Linked DNA regions of Mus musculus: region 1 is linked to region 2. The links are chromatin contacts, called in public HiChIP or PLAC-seq maps. All regions are on one chromosome and are shown on one strand. Each heading gives the region's core, a stretch centred on a gene start, on an enhancer-like site or on the middle of the called end of the contact. The rest is flanking DNA. Distances are from core to core; before and after follow the strand shown.

Evidence for each region. HiChIP or PLAC-seq counts read pairs in DNA pulled down with a chosen protein or histone mark.
Region 1: a contact with region 2 is called in an H3K27ac HiChIP or PLAC-seq map of microglia, with 4 times the contacts expected there. The contact joins the enhancer-like site here to the promoter of Elovl2 in region 2. A contact is called at or near these places in 5 of 39 promoter capture datasets (the HPC-7 cell line, cranial neural crest, frontonasal cranial neural crest and 2 more), 1 of 15 datasets of contacts at CTCF or cohesin (embryonic stem cells), 1 of 484 Hi-C or Micro-C datasets (embryonic stem cells), 3 of 115 datasets of contacts at active chromatin or transcription factors (embryonic stem cells and microglia) and 2 of 9 other capture datasets (adipose tissue and liver).

The regions. Positions count from the first base shown.
Region 1 is chr13:41,260,957-41,267,974 of GRCm38.p6, forward strand. The region is part of intron 1 of Smim13 (small integral membrane protein 13); the gene reads left to right. Among named protein-coding and RNA genes, the nearest start is that of Smim13, 15 kb to the left of the region's middle. Within about 2 kb of position 2,580, at least 14 of the 459 cell types and tissues checked have an H3K27ac peak or open chromatin away from gene starts, as enhancers often do. A contact at or near this core is called in adipose tissue and microglia, where this site is marked.
Region 2 is chr13:41,217,969-41,225,525 of GRCm38.p6, forward strand. Elovl2 (elongation of very long chain fatty acids (FEN1/Elo2, SUR4/Elo3, yeast)-like 2) reads right to left here and starts at 2,435. Exons shown (of 8, transcript NM_019423.2): 1 at 2,387-2,435. The coding sequence starts at 2,389.

The sequences.
Region 1 (7,018 bases), core at 1,330-3,829, 43 kb after region 2:
TTCACCGAAGCTGTTTGTCAGGTTTAGGAGTTCTCTGGTGGAATTTTTAGGGTCACTTATATATACTATCATATCATCTGCAAAAAGTGATATTTTGACTTCCTCCTTTCCAATTTGTATCCCCTTGATCTCCTTTTGTTGTCGAATTGCTCTGGCTAATACTTCAAGTACTATGTTGAAAAGGTAGGGAGAAAGTGGGCAGCCTTGTCTAGTCCCTGATTTTAGTGGGATTGCTTCCAGCTTCTCTCCATTTACTTTGATGTTGGCTCCTGGTTTGCTGTAGATTGCTTTTATCAAGTTTAGGTATGGGCCTTGAATTCCTGATCTTTCCAGAACTTTTATCATGAATGGGTGTTGGATCTTGTCAGATGCTTTTTCTGCATCTAACGAGATGATCATGTGGTTTTTGTCTTTGAGTTTGTTTATATAGTGGATTACATTGATGGATTTTCGTATATTAAACCATCCCTGCATCCCTGGAATAAAACCTACTTGGTCAGGATGGATGATTGCTTTAATGTGTTCTTGGATTCGGTTAGCGAGAATTTTATTGAGGATTTTTGCATCGATATTCATAAGAGAAATTGGTCTGAAGTTCTCTATCTTTGTTGGATCTTTCTGTGGTTTAGGTATCAGAGTAATAGTGGCTTCATAAAATGAGTTGGGTAGAGTACTTTCTACTTCTATCTTGTGAAAAAGTTTGTGCAGAACTGGAATTAGATCTTCTTTGAAGGTCTGATAGAACTCTGCACTAAACCCGGAAGAGCGTCTTATATATAGCCCATACCCACAGTGACACCCCTGTTCCAACAGGACCACACCTTCTAATAGTGCCACTCCCTGGGCCGATCATATATAAACCATCACGTGGCACTTCCCTGTGCTTTGTCGCAGTGACAAGCTCACAAGATTTGAAGCTTTAGGGCTGATTCAAAACTCACGGTGACATAGGTTGTACGAGGTTGGTAAGAGGAGAGGAGTTGTATTAATCTAGGGTCACACGCTCTCTTCTTCCCAAGTTGACAAGGTTGTGTCTGCTAGTTCAGCCTGAGCACATTGATTTGCAAGTGTGTACTACCAGAACCCAGGCTACTGCTATGTCTGGTGTGGAACTCTTTATGCAAACAAGGCAAACCTCAAAACTCAAAGTGATCCACCTGCCTCTGCTTCCTGACTGCTGGGATTAGAGGAATACACTATCACATGAGCACATGTAAGGTTTAAAATGTCATCAACTGACTAGTGCTAGCATTAATGCTGAAGATTCCTACTGGATTATTTACTAACTACAGAATCCAGCCCAAACTGCTGGTGCCTTTTTACAGACACTGAACAATCCTGTCAGTCAAATAGACCTGAAACTACAAAATCCAGAATACACTATTCAAAACAGGCATGGATGACCATGCATACTTCTTTAAGGAGCACCATATCCCCTCACCTAATCCCCTTCCACAGGGCCACACTGGGGACTGTGTGGTAGTGTGTTCAATGAGTTTGATGATGCTTTTCCTGAAACAGTGCCTCGTCACACTTCTGCCACAAAACCCTAGAACTTGCTATACTTAAATCATTGTTTCAGCTAAGTTAGCTATAAAATGAGAGTCTTTCTTCCTGGCCCCAAGCTCCCAGAATAATGACTCTGAGACTTAAAATATATTTACAAACACCTTGGCCAGGTTCCCCAGTTAGATCATAACTTAATATTCCATTTATTCTAATCTTAGTTCTGCCAGGTGATTGGTTACTTCTACTCATTCCCCATCGTGCTTCTGTCTGCCTCCCATATTCCCACGTGAATCCGCTACCCCCATACCATTATTCAGTCTCCCTACCGGATGTCCCACCTTCTATTTTCTGCTTAAGCTTCTAGGCCAGTCAGTGTTTTATTGACAGGTGCTGCATCCATACAGCACATAAGAGAGATCTCTACAGTTAGATTGCTGGCTCTCTTTAATTGCTGTAGTTTGTGTTTACAATCCCAGAACTGGGGAGGCTGAGGCGGGAGGATCTCAAAGTTTGAGGCCAGTCTGGGCTACTGTAGCAAGACCCTGTCTTTTTTTTTTTTTTTTTTTTAAAGATTTATTTATTTTATTTTTGGTTTTTCGAGACAGGGTTTCTCTGTGTAGCCCTAGCTGTCCTGGAACTCACTCTGTAGACCAGGCTGGCCCCGAACTCAGAAATCAGCCTTCCTCTGCCTCCCAAGTGCTGGGATTAAAGGCGTGCGCCACCACGCCCAGCAAGACCCTGTCTTAAAAGGGGGTGGAAGGTGGCAACTAACCCCTGTGGCTTCAGATCTTTGCATGTAAGGCTGCTTTTCCAAGTTCTTACTCAAAAAGTTACTTTCCCATCCCCTGCTTCCTCTCCATTCTTTAGCTATTGGCCCAGATCTTAAGCATAACTTGCTCACACTCTGGGCGCCCCTCCTGCCCCTCCTGCCCCTCCTGCCCCTCCTGCCCCTCCTGCCCCTCCTGCCCCTCCTGCCCCGCCCAGTGCAGCTTTCTGCTGGCCTCCAGTGCTGAACCCTCTTCCTTGGACCCTAACCCAGAGCATGACTCTCTTCCCCTTTTTCTGTGTGCTTCCTCCCGGCAGTTGCTGAGATTTACAGCACACAGTAAGTCACCTTTCATTATCCCAGAACCCAGGGCCTCTGTTGCCAGCCTGTTTTTCTGCCTTACATTGCTTATCAGTCTAAGGGTGGAACAAAGCCCAAACCTACCTTTTAAAAAGCTGTGAAGAACTTAGTGAGCCTTGGTGTTTGATTACATGTAAATAGAATTTCTCTCTTTCCTTCCCTTTCTCTCCTTCCTGTTTTTCTTTCTAAATGAAAACTGGGACATGGTGCAATACTCGTTTTCATAGAACAAGAGTAAGCAAGAAGTTTGTTCTGTGTGTGTGTGAAGGATTTGGTGAGTGAGCTGTGCTTCTGCAAGCTAGCTCATATGCCGCAGTGTCTAAGGGGATAAATACTTTTCAGTACAAACAAAGTCATCTGGGTCTTAGTGTTGTGTTTTCTTCTTGCATCCTCCTGTTCCCTCAATACACAAAACACACCTTGGAGATTTTCCTAGAACCCAGAGTCCAGACTAGGCCATTCTACTCTGAGGCTAAGTTGACATTGGGAATCTCATTGGGCATTGATGTCCTTTGTGTCTATGGTGGCTCTTGTGTTACAACCCACACACCTTATACATACCCTTGTCCCATTTAGTGTGTTTGTATATGTAATAGTATCTGAAGGGTGAAACTTTACATGCAGAGTGTACAGGAGTGTGAGCTCTCAACATATTCTGATTAAACAGTCCTAACGAGCAGACACAGCACAGCTTGAACTAGAGCATAATCAGTCTACCTAATCCATTTTCTGCTGTTACAGTAAAATCCCACACACTAGGTAAATCATGAATGATAGTTGTTTATTGAATGAATAGTTGTGGAGGACTGTGGTCTTAATACCTAGCAAGAGCCTTTTCTGTGCCATTATGGGATGGAAGGGCAAGCGCAGGGAGAGACAGACTTAAATCTCTCCATGTATTCCTTCTGGGCTCAATAACTCATTTCTTAGTATGTCATAATTCTTTTTATTGTTAAGATGTCACAAACATATACATGAGTTTTGGAGGGGACATTTAAACAGCTCTGGCCATTATATCACATATTACATCCACAGGCTTCCTATAACATCACCTAACTCTTTGGGGGTATTTGGGGAAATTTTTTTTTTTAATTGAGGTGTTAGATATTGAAATTAGGACCTTATGCATGCTAGACCGTGGACTATAGCCTCCAGTTCTGGGCAGGTTTATAGTCTTCTGTTTTAGGTGAGGTTTCTATTACTGTGATAAAACACTGTGACCAAAAGCAACTTGTCGGGGCGGAGGTTTATTTTAGCTTACAGCTGTAGTTGTCATCTGGGGAAGTCAGGGCAGAGACCTGGAAGCAGGAGCTGATGCAGAGGCCATGGAGGAGTGCTGTTTACTGGTTTGCTCCCATGGCTTGCCCAGCTGCTTTCTTAGATAATCCAGGACTCCCAACTCAAGGATGGCACTGCCCACGAAGAGTGGGCTCTTCCATATCAATTATCAATCAAGATAATGTACCATAGGCTTGCCCATAGGTCTGGTGGTAACTTTTCTCAGCTGAGGTCCCTTCTTCCTAAATAACTTTAGCTTGTGTCTAGAACTACCAGCATATCTTCCGTATGTAGTCATCATGTCTACATTAATACTAATGTGCCTCTTTGGAAATGGAGTCTTCTGAGGCAGTTCCTTGTCATTTCTTCCCTGTAAGCACTCAACTGTGTATCCCCCTTTATCCTTTTCTTTGGCCAGACGGATTGAGTCACATCTTGACATCCATTTCTATGCTTTCCAAACTTGTATGCACATTAGAGTACTCTATGGAGCTTCAAAAAAAGTAATAGCTAGGCATGGTGACACACACTTTAATCTCAGCTCTGGAGGCAGAGGCAGGTGGATCTCTGAGTTTGACGGTAGCCTGGTCTATATGACAGGTGGTGCTACATATTGTGACCCTGTCTTAAAAACCAAACAAAAAAATGAATAAGCACAGTTGCAAGTGTAGAATCCAAAATAAATTCAAGACCACCCAGCCCCTTCCCCCTTTGCAGGGACTTTCAGAAACATAGTGGTCAAAATGTCTAAGTCTACAGCTGCCAAAACAAAATGAACTGTTCTCAGAAAAATAACCATAACAAGATTAGCAGTTCCCAGAGTAATTTCCCTACCCCACCCCACACTGAATTCTGAGAAAAACCACAAATCATCCTGACCTTATCGCTAGAATTCCTCGTGACGTTAGTAGCCGTGACGTTAGTAGCTGACCCATAAGTTGAAAATGTACTGCTGCTTTACTGACCAAATCATAATAACTCACCGTGGAGGCAGGTAAAGTGAGTCACTAGGCCAAAGGTAGTCACCCTATGCAAACCAACCAATGTCTGAAAGGGTTACTTGCTACACCAATGAGAATAAGCCAGCTAGCTTTGTTGCCTAAATCTGCCCTTTACAAGGTATAAAAAGTGTGTTCTTTCTTTGTTCAGTGTCTCTCCTCTTGCCTGCGTGCTGAGGGGGGTCCCTAACATGTTGGATTAGTAAAATCCTCATGCGGTTTGCAGCAATGGTGGTCTCTGTGGTCCTTGTGAGTGAGGGACTTTTGGAGGACTCCAACACAAGATTGACTAGGGGTCTGTGGGATGATCCCTCAAGACTAGTTTCTGAGAACCCCTAGCAGATGTGAAAAATACGCAGTTTGAGTCTTACCATTTAGGAACTGCTACAATCAGGTGTCTTTAAGTAGGGTCATTACACTGGGTCGTTTTTAACTCTTTTATGATTACAGTGAACTTTACCTCAGGAAAAATGTCCCCCTCATCCTCTTATGGGCTGACCTTGGCCTCCACACCAAGTAGTTGCTGTGTTCTGTAGGTTGGAGACTCATGCAGTGTAGACATTCACTAATGGGTAATGTGTGTTGACATTTTTTTTTTAAAGATTTATTTATTTATTATATGTAAGTACACTGTAGCTGTTTTCAGACACTCCAGAAGAGGGCGTCAGATCTTGTTACAGATGGTTATGAACCACCATGTGGTTGCTGGGATTTGAACTCTGGACCTTCAGAAGAATAGTCGGGTGCTCTTACCCACTGAGCCATCTCACCAGCCCGTGTGTTGACATTTTAAAGGAATAGGGGAAGGTTTTGTTATTTTGTTTTTTGATGCAGGGTCTTGTATAGCCCAGGCTAGCCTGGGACTTTCTATCTTCCTGCTTCCAGCTCACTTCCCAAGGATGATAATAGGTACCACCAAGTCCAGCTTTTTAGATAAACTTTAGCTAGCAGATTTGTCTGTGAGCTGGATGTGTTAGTGTGTGCCTGTGCCTTACTTGGGAGGCATGTACACAGAATTGCCTCAAGTGTAAGGCCAGCCTGAACTACACCTCAAGTTCCAGGCCAGCCTGGGCTACAAAGTGAGACCTTATCTCAAAAAATAAGCAAACAAAACTTGCGTGTGCGTGTGCGTGTGCGTGTGCGTGTGTGTGTGTGTGTGTGTGTGTGTGTGTGTGTGTGTTGAGCAGTTTCTGTAGTGGAGACTGCCCTAGGATCCTTGCCTAATAAAGAGGCATTTAGCAAGTCTCTTTCTCTAAGCTAATCTGTCCATTCCCCTCAGGTTTATGAAACTACCCAGTTCTTCTCAGGAGTGCTGAGGTAAACATGCTTCACCAAGAGAATGACTAGTTCATGAGGACTAATCAAGTTAACTAACTACCAGGGGGACTCTCAGATACCCTTGTAAGTTTTTAAGAAACTTCTCCCTAGGGTCTTAGAGTCTCTGTTACTTAACCACAAGCCACCTTGTTGAACTAGGCAAACTACGCAGTGCTCTGCTTAGGGTTGGTTTGTCGTAAGGCCAGATACGATGCTATGGTTCCTCCATCAAAGCACTGTTGCTTCTGACAGTGTGACAGGGCAGTTTAAATCGAGTGAAACTTTGGCTGGTAGCTGACGCGTACAAAGCTTTTCCTTAGAGTACTTGTCCCCAATGTTAAAAAGAAAAATTAGTGGTTTCTTTTCCTATGTTTAACTAACATCTCTGGAGTAGTGTCTTAGCAGTTTTTTCTGGGACTGCAGTAGCTCTTGATTTCTTTGCTAAAACCTGCTTTGCTTAGGATATGTGCATTGGGGGTTTATAATAGATTTTCTTTTTCTAAAGTAAGTGTCTTGGGTGGTTATTTTTGTTTAGCTGTTTGAGTTTTCATTATCATCTTTTGTTTATACTGTTGAAAGTTTTCAATAAACTGCTTATAAGCATCAGACACTGATTTACAGACACCTCCATTCTCTTCCTGGTCCCCCAAATTCCAGTTCTATACGGATGTCCTCATTTCACACCCAGACTTGTTGACTCCTTCTGCTTTGTCAGTGGCCCTGCAACGCCTCCTTTCCTTTGCCCTTCCTATCCTGTCACAGCCACCGCACAGCAAGTGTTCATCCTCTC
Region 2 (7,557 bases), core at 1,185-3,684:
GAAGAAAATGCCAAGGTCTATATAATCACATAGTTCAATACGGGGCTGAGATTCAAACTTAGGAATAACAGTAGGTCACATCAACTTAGAAACAAGCCATCCTCTCAAGTTACTAAGTGGTTACAATTTAAATGGTGGAAGTATCTATCAGTCCATTAGAATGGTTCCTTGCCAGAGTTAGTGACAGCCTAATATTAGTCATAATTGATAACCTGAGGTATGACGAGCTACTGATGATGTTCACAAAGTTTCACTCTCTTGAGCTAACAAAGTCTCCGTTACACTGGCAACTCCACCTCTCCCAAGTCAAATGGCCCATATCTAACTGTCCAGCCGAGGAAAACATCCTTGACACAACCCTCAACACAAGGGCCCTGGTTTCTGACCATAACTGGACGCATGACACAGGCGCACTTAACACATCTCCACCAAGTTTTCTTCACATCACGGCATCTGAACTTCCCCAAGTAAAATGCATTTCACTTAACCCTTCACTGGAGAACTAAAAGGTTGAGCTTACCCAGCCAGATAATTAAGAATACACGGTGTCTGTATTGTGGTTCCCTCCTCTAATCCCAGCACCCAGGACATAGAGCCAGGAAGATTGAGAGTTTGAAGCTAGCCTGAACTATGAGGCTGTCTTGATAAACATAGATAGATAGATAGATAGATAGATAGATAGATAGATAGATAGATAGATAGATTCAACAAAACCCTCTTCCTTTTTTTGCTAGAATCCTAACAGTAAAACCTTCTGCACAAATGAACTAATACAAAATTAAGCACCATTAATTTATGTTTAGTTCATTGGTTTTAATTTCAAAAACAAAGCTTTCAATTCTACTACCTATCTGGACAAGACTAGCTGAGGACCACCAGGCAGTACAGTCTTGACTCTATCATCTTCAGAATTTCTCATGTAAATGCTCTTTGAGCTGTTCATCTCCGATGATAATAAACACACTTCCCTCACCAGTCACAACCCACTGACACACAATGACATCGTGCAAGTGGGGAAAAAGGAGACTTGAGTAGTATTTTTTGCAATACAGCTTGTTAGTAGAGACATCTTGGCATGGGTGTAGAAGAATGTATCACCTGACCAACTTACTTAGAACCCAGCCCCCCCTACACCCCCACCCTTTCTGCCTCTCTGCCCCATTTCTCAAAAGTGATATCACTTGATTTGGTCACAGACTTGAAAATGCTTACTGAGCTTGCAGTGAGCTAGGATAAAGATTGTAAGGCTTGCCCTTGCCAGCTACAGGTTAATGTCCACTGACTTTCACTGAGTTGAAGTATTCTTGGAAGTTTTCCCTAACTAAAATCTCTGTCTACTATGGAAGAGAGAGAGAGAGAGAGAGAGAGAGAGAGAGAGAGAACCAGTTAGCACTAAAAATGCTCTGTCTACTCAGATGTCAGGATACTCAAGTGGCCGAGGAAGCATGAAGCAGCCACCAACATTCTGCTCAGTGTGTCCCTCCTGTCCAAGAGAAGAGTGTGTTTCTCCTCCCACACAGCACTTTAGATTCTGATCGCTCCTATTAAGTCGACAGTTCTTGTAGTGGTTCACTTCAAGGAGACTGCTACCTCCCACTTAGCATAGCATAAAGTACTTTCCTCTACTTTTTTTAAAAAAATAAATGATGTGTGCCAGGCACTGTAGACAAAGACTATTCACCAAAACTTGCATTTTGGTGAGGGAGACATTCAATACACACACACACACACACACACACACACACAAACCCAGATTATAGCATGCTTAAATAGAGAAAACAAAATGGGGGGGGGGCAGGCAATAGAAAAGGGGTGGGCTGGAATTTTAGTGCTAAGACAATATTCAACCAAGAAGAGATGGTGAGCCGAAAACAGTGTGGGAAGAGGGGGGACAATCTAGGGCTGCCCCGTGTCAGGTGGGACAAGGAAAGGGGCATGCCCTTCACATATTTAGCAAGCCCTTGCGAAAAGACAAAGACCAATGAAGACAAACGCGGATCTGAAGACAAACGCAGGATCTGCCGCTCTCTTTAACGGGGAGCTGCTCTTTTGAGACAGGGTGTCTCACCGTGGCCCAGGCTGGCCTCGAACTCACGGCAATCCTCCTGCCTCAGCTCCCTCAGGGCTGGGATCGCTGCCTGCCCAGGAACCGGCTGGCTCCCTGCGAGCTCAGCAGCACACAGTCTTCGCCTTTGTGCCCAGGCGCCGGGTTTCGCGGGGTCCCTCGGCGAGCGGCTCGTGGGGGGGAGAGCGTTGGGCCCCGGCTGCAGCGCCGACACGCCCCCGCGCCCGGTTACCCGCCGGCGCCCCGACCCTACGCCCGCACGCCCCGGCCCCAACGTCCGCCGCCATCCGGGACGAGGCGCGCGGCCCCCCACTCACTCACCATGGCCGCGCGGCCGCGATGCGCTGTCCAGGGTAGCCGCCTTCCTTCTGCGCCGCGCCACGCGCCGCCCGCGCTAGTCACTCGCCCCCGCCCCCTCGGGCGCGCGCCGCCCGCCTCCCCGCCCCCTCGGGCGCGCGCCGCGCCCTGCCCGCTCCGGGCCGTTTCCTCCGCCCCGCGCCGCTGGCCCTCGGAGGGGACCACGGAGTGGGAGGAGCCCCGGCGCCGGCCGCGAGGCCGTGGGCCCCCCAGAGGCCTGCGCGTCCCCGCTCCGCGCGCCCCCCCGCCGGCGCTGGCGCGGCGACCCCTGCCGGCCGGGCTGGGATTTGCAAGCACAGCTGGCGCCTTTTGCAGGAGTCTGGGCGCGCACGTCTATCACAGCATCAGGCTCCTGGAGAAGCCACCAGCAGCTCCTCCGCTACTCCTGGGGAGTGGCTGGGCGAGCGCGCCGGATGATTTAAATTGGGCACACGGGTTTGAGGGGATGACCAAGGGCTGGTCTGGTCTTGGGTTGGTGCACCTGTATAATCCCAGCACTTGAGAGCAGAGCCAGGAGGAATAGGAAAGAGTTCAAGATCAGCCTTGGCTTCTTAGGGAGTTCTGCACCAACCTGAGCTTCGTGAGACCCTGCTTCAAATAAGCAAACAAATAAGCAAACGATAACCATTCATTCTGGGTGCCACGGGGAGCAGATGAGCACCAATAGTCTGTCTAAACTGACTTTTTCAGAGTTTGCTTCCAGAGGGGCTGTCAGGGGCTCAGATGGCTTATTCAAATGCTTCGTTAATGGTGTACAGAACTAGATTCCAGGCCTTTGAGTGTCAAATGACTACTTTTCACATTGCCTTCAGAATGAGCGCGCATTTTTCTTAGATAGCTGATGCGGTAAACTTGAAATGCATACATAGGTGTTAGGTACCTCTGTGGACAAAGATAAGAATGATCTTTAAAAAAAAAAACTTGGAAATACAGATCTTCTCTCTTTCTTTGCATAGCTTCTAGTTCACACCCGGACAGTGTATCTGAATGAACTTAGAGAGGACTGGGAGCCAATAGGAGACAGTGCTAAACCACAAACCCCTGCAATCCAGAACCAGGACTCACTTTATCTCCATGGCAACCAGTACCCACCATCATCAAAACTGGGAAGAAAAGGCACTAGCTGATGTCCTTCCCCCCCCCCCCCCCGTAATTTTCATCTGAAGCATCTGTTCCTTGGACACCTTCTGTGATGGTTTGTCTTTCCTGTCAACAAGTTTTAGAATCACCTTAAGAGACCCACCCCTGGACATGTCTGTGAAGATGTTTCCAGAGAGTTTCAGATGAGGTGGAAAAGACAAACTCCAAATGTTGACAGAGCCATCTTACTGTGGACACAGCGAGATCAACTGCTTTCACAATCAATCCTGCTACCATGATGGGCCATACCTTGGAGACACGAGCCAGAATAAACCTCTGGTCTTAGTTGGGATTTCTATCGCTTCGATAAAATGCCCTGACCTTTATCAACATGGGGAAGAAAGGGTTTATTTCCCTTACACTTCCATGTCAAAGTCTGTCTGGCTCCTCTCAGGCTCCTGTAGCCTGCTTCCATAGCACACTCGGGACCACCAGCCCAGGGACCTACCCAAAGTGAGCTGGGTGTTCTTACAAGAATCATCAACCAAGAAAATGCTCCACAGGCTAGCCCACAGTATAATCTGGTGAGGATATTCTCTCATTTGGGGGGGGGGTGTTATTTCCAAATGTCTCCAAGTGAAGTTGATATAAAACTAGCCAGCATAGAGGTAAACAAAACAAGATTCATCTTAATGTATTTAATTAACATTTTTGTTGTCCAGTGGATTAGTGACAGTAGAGATGAAAAACCTAAAGACGTTCAATGATTTGAAGAGCCTTCTTGGTTGTCCTACTAAAATTAGATGGGAAGGCCCCATGGCTGGAGATATCACAAGGTTGGGTTGTAGAAAACAAAGAAATAAAGCTGGAACTGATCTGGAGGCTTCCTTCCTGGTGGCTCTCACAGCTCCCAGGATGTGCTGCACAGGCTGCTGGGGAAGAGCATCCCTTTGTGATCTTGCCCAGAAGTGGACCTGGGTATTACAATACTGAATTCCCAGGACAAATGTGACCACTAGTGCAATAGCAGTGTCCCCATAGACTCACGTGTTTGAGTGTTTGGCCCATAGGGAGTAGCATTCTTAGGTGTGGCTTTGAGGTCTCATACATGCTCAAGTTAGGCCTGGTATGGCAGTCTCTTGCTGCCTGAAGATCAAGACGTAGAACTCTTAGCTCCTACAGCACCATGCCTGCCTGGATGCTGCCATGTCTCCCACCATGATGATAATGGACTGAACCTCTGAACCTATAAGCCAGTTGGAATTAAGTGTTGTCCTTATAAGAGTTGCCTTGGTCATGGTACCTCTTCACCACAATAGAATCAAATAGACAAGTGGCCATGACTGTTGTGGAGCATAACTAATGGCTTCCTGATTTGATTTGAGGCCCATTCTACAGGAACAAATCCATTCCATTGGATGAATTCATTGTAAATCTTGTCAAAAGCCAATATGTTGGGAGATCATAGGCCCTCGGGGAGAACCTGCTGCTAGTGTTTTGCCAAATGTACTTGTTGTCCAATTGCCTTCCACGTATTTATGTTCAGCCTTGGTCAGTGTTCTCGTTTGCTGTCTGTTTCTGTGATATAATTCTCTGACTGAAATCAACGTGGGGAACAGTTTATTTGGTCTACCTTTCCAGGCTGCAGGCCACCGCCGAGGGAAGTCAGATTAGGAATTGAGGTGGAAACTGTGGAGGGTTGCAGCTTACTGGCTTGCTCTCCAGCTCGCTTAGTTGGCATTCTTAAGCATCCCAAACCCACCTGCCCATAGTGCACTGCTCTCTCTAACATCAATCGCCAATCAAAAAAAAAAAAAAATTTCCACAGATGTGGCCACAGGCCAATCTAATCGAGGTGATTCTCCAACCAGGGTTCTGTCTTCCCAAGTGACATTAAAAGAACTAACCAGTGCAGTTGGAGAAACTTCTTTTGGCAGAGGCAATGGTTAATGCAGAGATTCCTCACTGCTCAAAATGCTAAGAAAGGTGACTATTGGATACTCAGCCCTAGATGTGACATCAGCGTCACTCTTACCTGTAACCCACCCAGTGCCCAGGGGACATCACAGAAGAGGGGTAAGCAAGAAAGTTAACACTGGAGGATGGAGAGGAGACCCCACGAAATGGCATCTTCTAGACATGTCGTGGTTGTTAGACTCATGAACTGCAACAGCTGCAGTTACCTGCCCGAGCCCGGTACAAAATCACAATACTGAGCCCTTCTACACGCACAAGGGGCTCCTGAGACTCCATCCCTAGCCGAAAGGATTCTGGTAGTTAAAGGCTGTTGGGATGGTGGGAGACATTGTTTCTTTAGAGGTACAGTCATATAAGAAGATCAGGTTTCAGTAGAACAGCCAACACGTGAGCTCATTGACTGACCGAACCTCAGCGGCTCACTAAGATAAAGACACGGAAAGAGGAGGAGCCATGTTGGAAAACAGTGGAGAGAGTGGAAGGGGGTTATGGAGGTTAGTGGGAAGGAGACTAGACTCAATGTCCATCGTATGCATGTTTGAAATTGTCAAAACATTAAAAAAAAAAAAAAGAGGGTGAAGGGTCTTTTCCTCAGCACATGGTTCAGTCATCCACGGCTACAACCTGAGAGACTTCAGAGTCAATGTCTGAGAAATGGGGGACATGGGGACCCAAAAGTTAACGCAAAGTCAGAGCAGAGAGCCTCCACCCTTATTTTTCAGGTTAAATGTGGTGTTTTCAGGTTAACGGTTGAGTTACCAGAGTGTATAAGTCCCAACCGTGCTAAGGGACTTACAGCAGTTTAGTAACACTAGCCCCACGCTGGCCTGGGTTCCTTCTCCCATTCTGGGTAGCAAGGCCTACTGCTGAAGTAGACTGAGGGCTTAGCATCTGGGGGTGATCTTCGTCGCTGGTGAGTATGTTAGTTAAGAATACACACTTGGAGACAGCTTCAGAGAGCTGGTTCGGTTTAATGGGGGAGGGGTATTTGTGACCCTGGGGCAAGGGTTGTATGGCCGTGTGCAACTGGCCAAGACACGGGTGCTGGAAGGTGCTTCATCTGCCCGTGGGGAACCTTATAAGGTCATACAAGGAGTGAAGCCTGATTAATAAGTTCTTACTAGGGTTGATGGTGGGGCAGCCAACTTTATGGCACCAGGTTGAGATGGGGGGACAGAGCCAACCCCTGCCATCTGGTTTGGGAAGGTCAAATAATGTATAGAGGGTCACACAGGCTGTTGAACACTGGGGAGTCCAGGATTCAGCCAAAGGCATGTTGGGTCCTTCACATGGTACCATCTTATCTCTAAGGATAAGGGTTGGGAAGATGTCTTAGTGATTAATGTGCTTATTCTCTCCAGGACCCAAGAAAAAGCCCAGTGTGGCCATGTGCTTCTCTAATCCCAGCACTCTGTGACATACGGACAGAGAGGTAGGGTGATGCTGAGGACTCACTGGTCAGCTAGTCTAGCTGGAAGAGCAGGCGCTGGGTTCAGTGAGCAACCTTGTCTTTAAATAAGGTGAAGAAGTGATTGGGGGTGCTACTCCACACTCACCACTGTCTGCGCGCACGTGTGCACGTGCACACACACACACACACACACACACACACACACACACACACGGGGAGGGGAAGGCCTTACCAATTTGGACAGATCAGATTATCTTCCAAAGATCATTTGTTCATTTACTTGTTGGCAGTTGCTTCTACGATGCTCTAGGAGAGTCTCACAGCATTGCTTCAAGGGTTGGGTTGAAGGCAAATGGACAGCTCTGCCTACATAGCTTAAAGATGACAGCGACAGAGCTTCAGACTAGTTCTGTAGTCATAGCAAAGCGGAAATTCTACATGATGGCCCAAGGTCCAAAATATAAACTCCTGTGCTCTTTGATAGCTTGGTTGGTAGAGGGGGACTGTTAAACTCCAGCTCCTGTCACGGCTCCACTCCCCCTGTGAGCATTGCAGGCTAGAACCAGGGACATGTGCGACTTAAAGTGGTTTCCTTTCCTCTCATTGTGGAACTCTTTAAAAGTAGACAGAATACGCTAGCCTAGTGGCACATTCTTGTGATCTCACA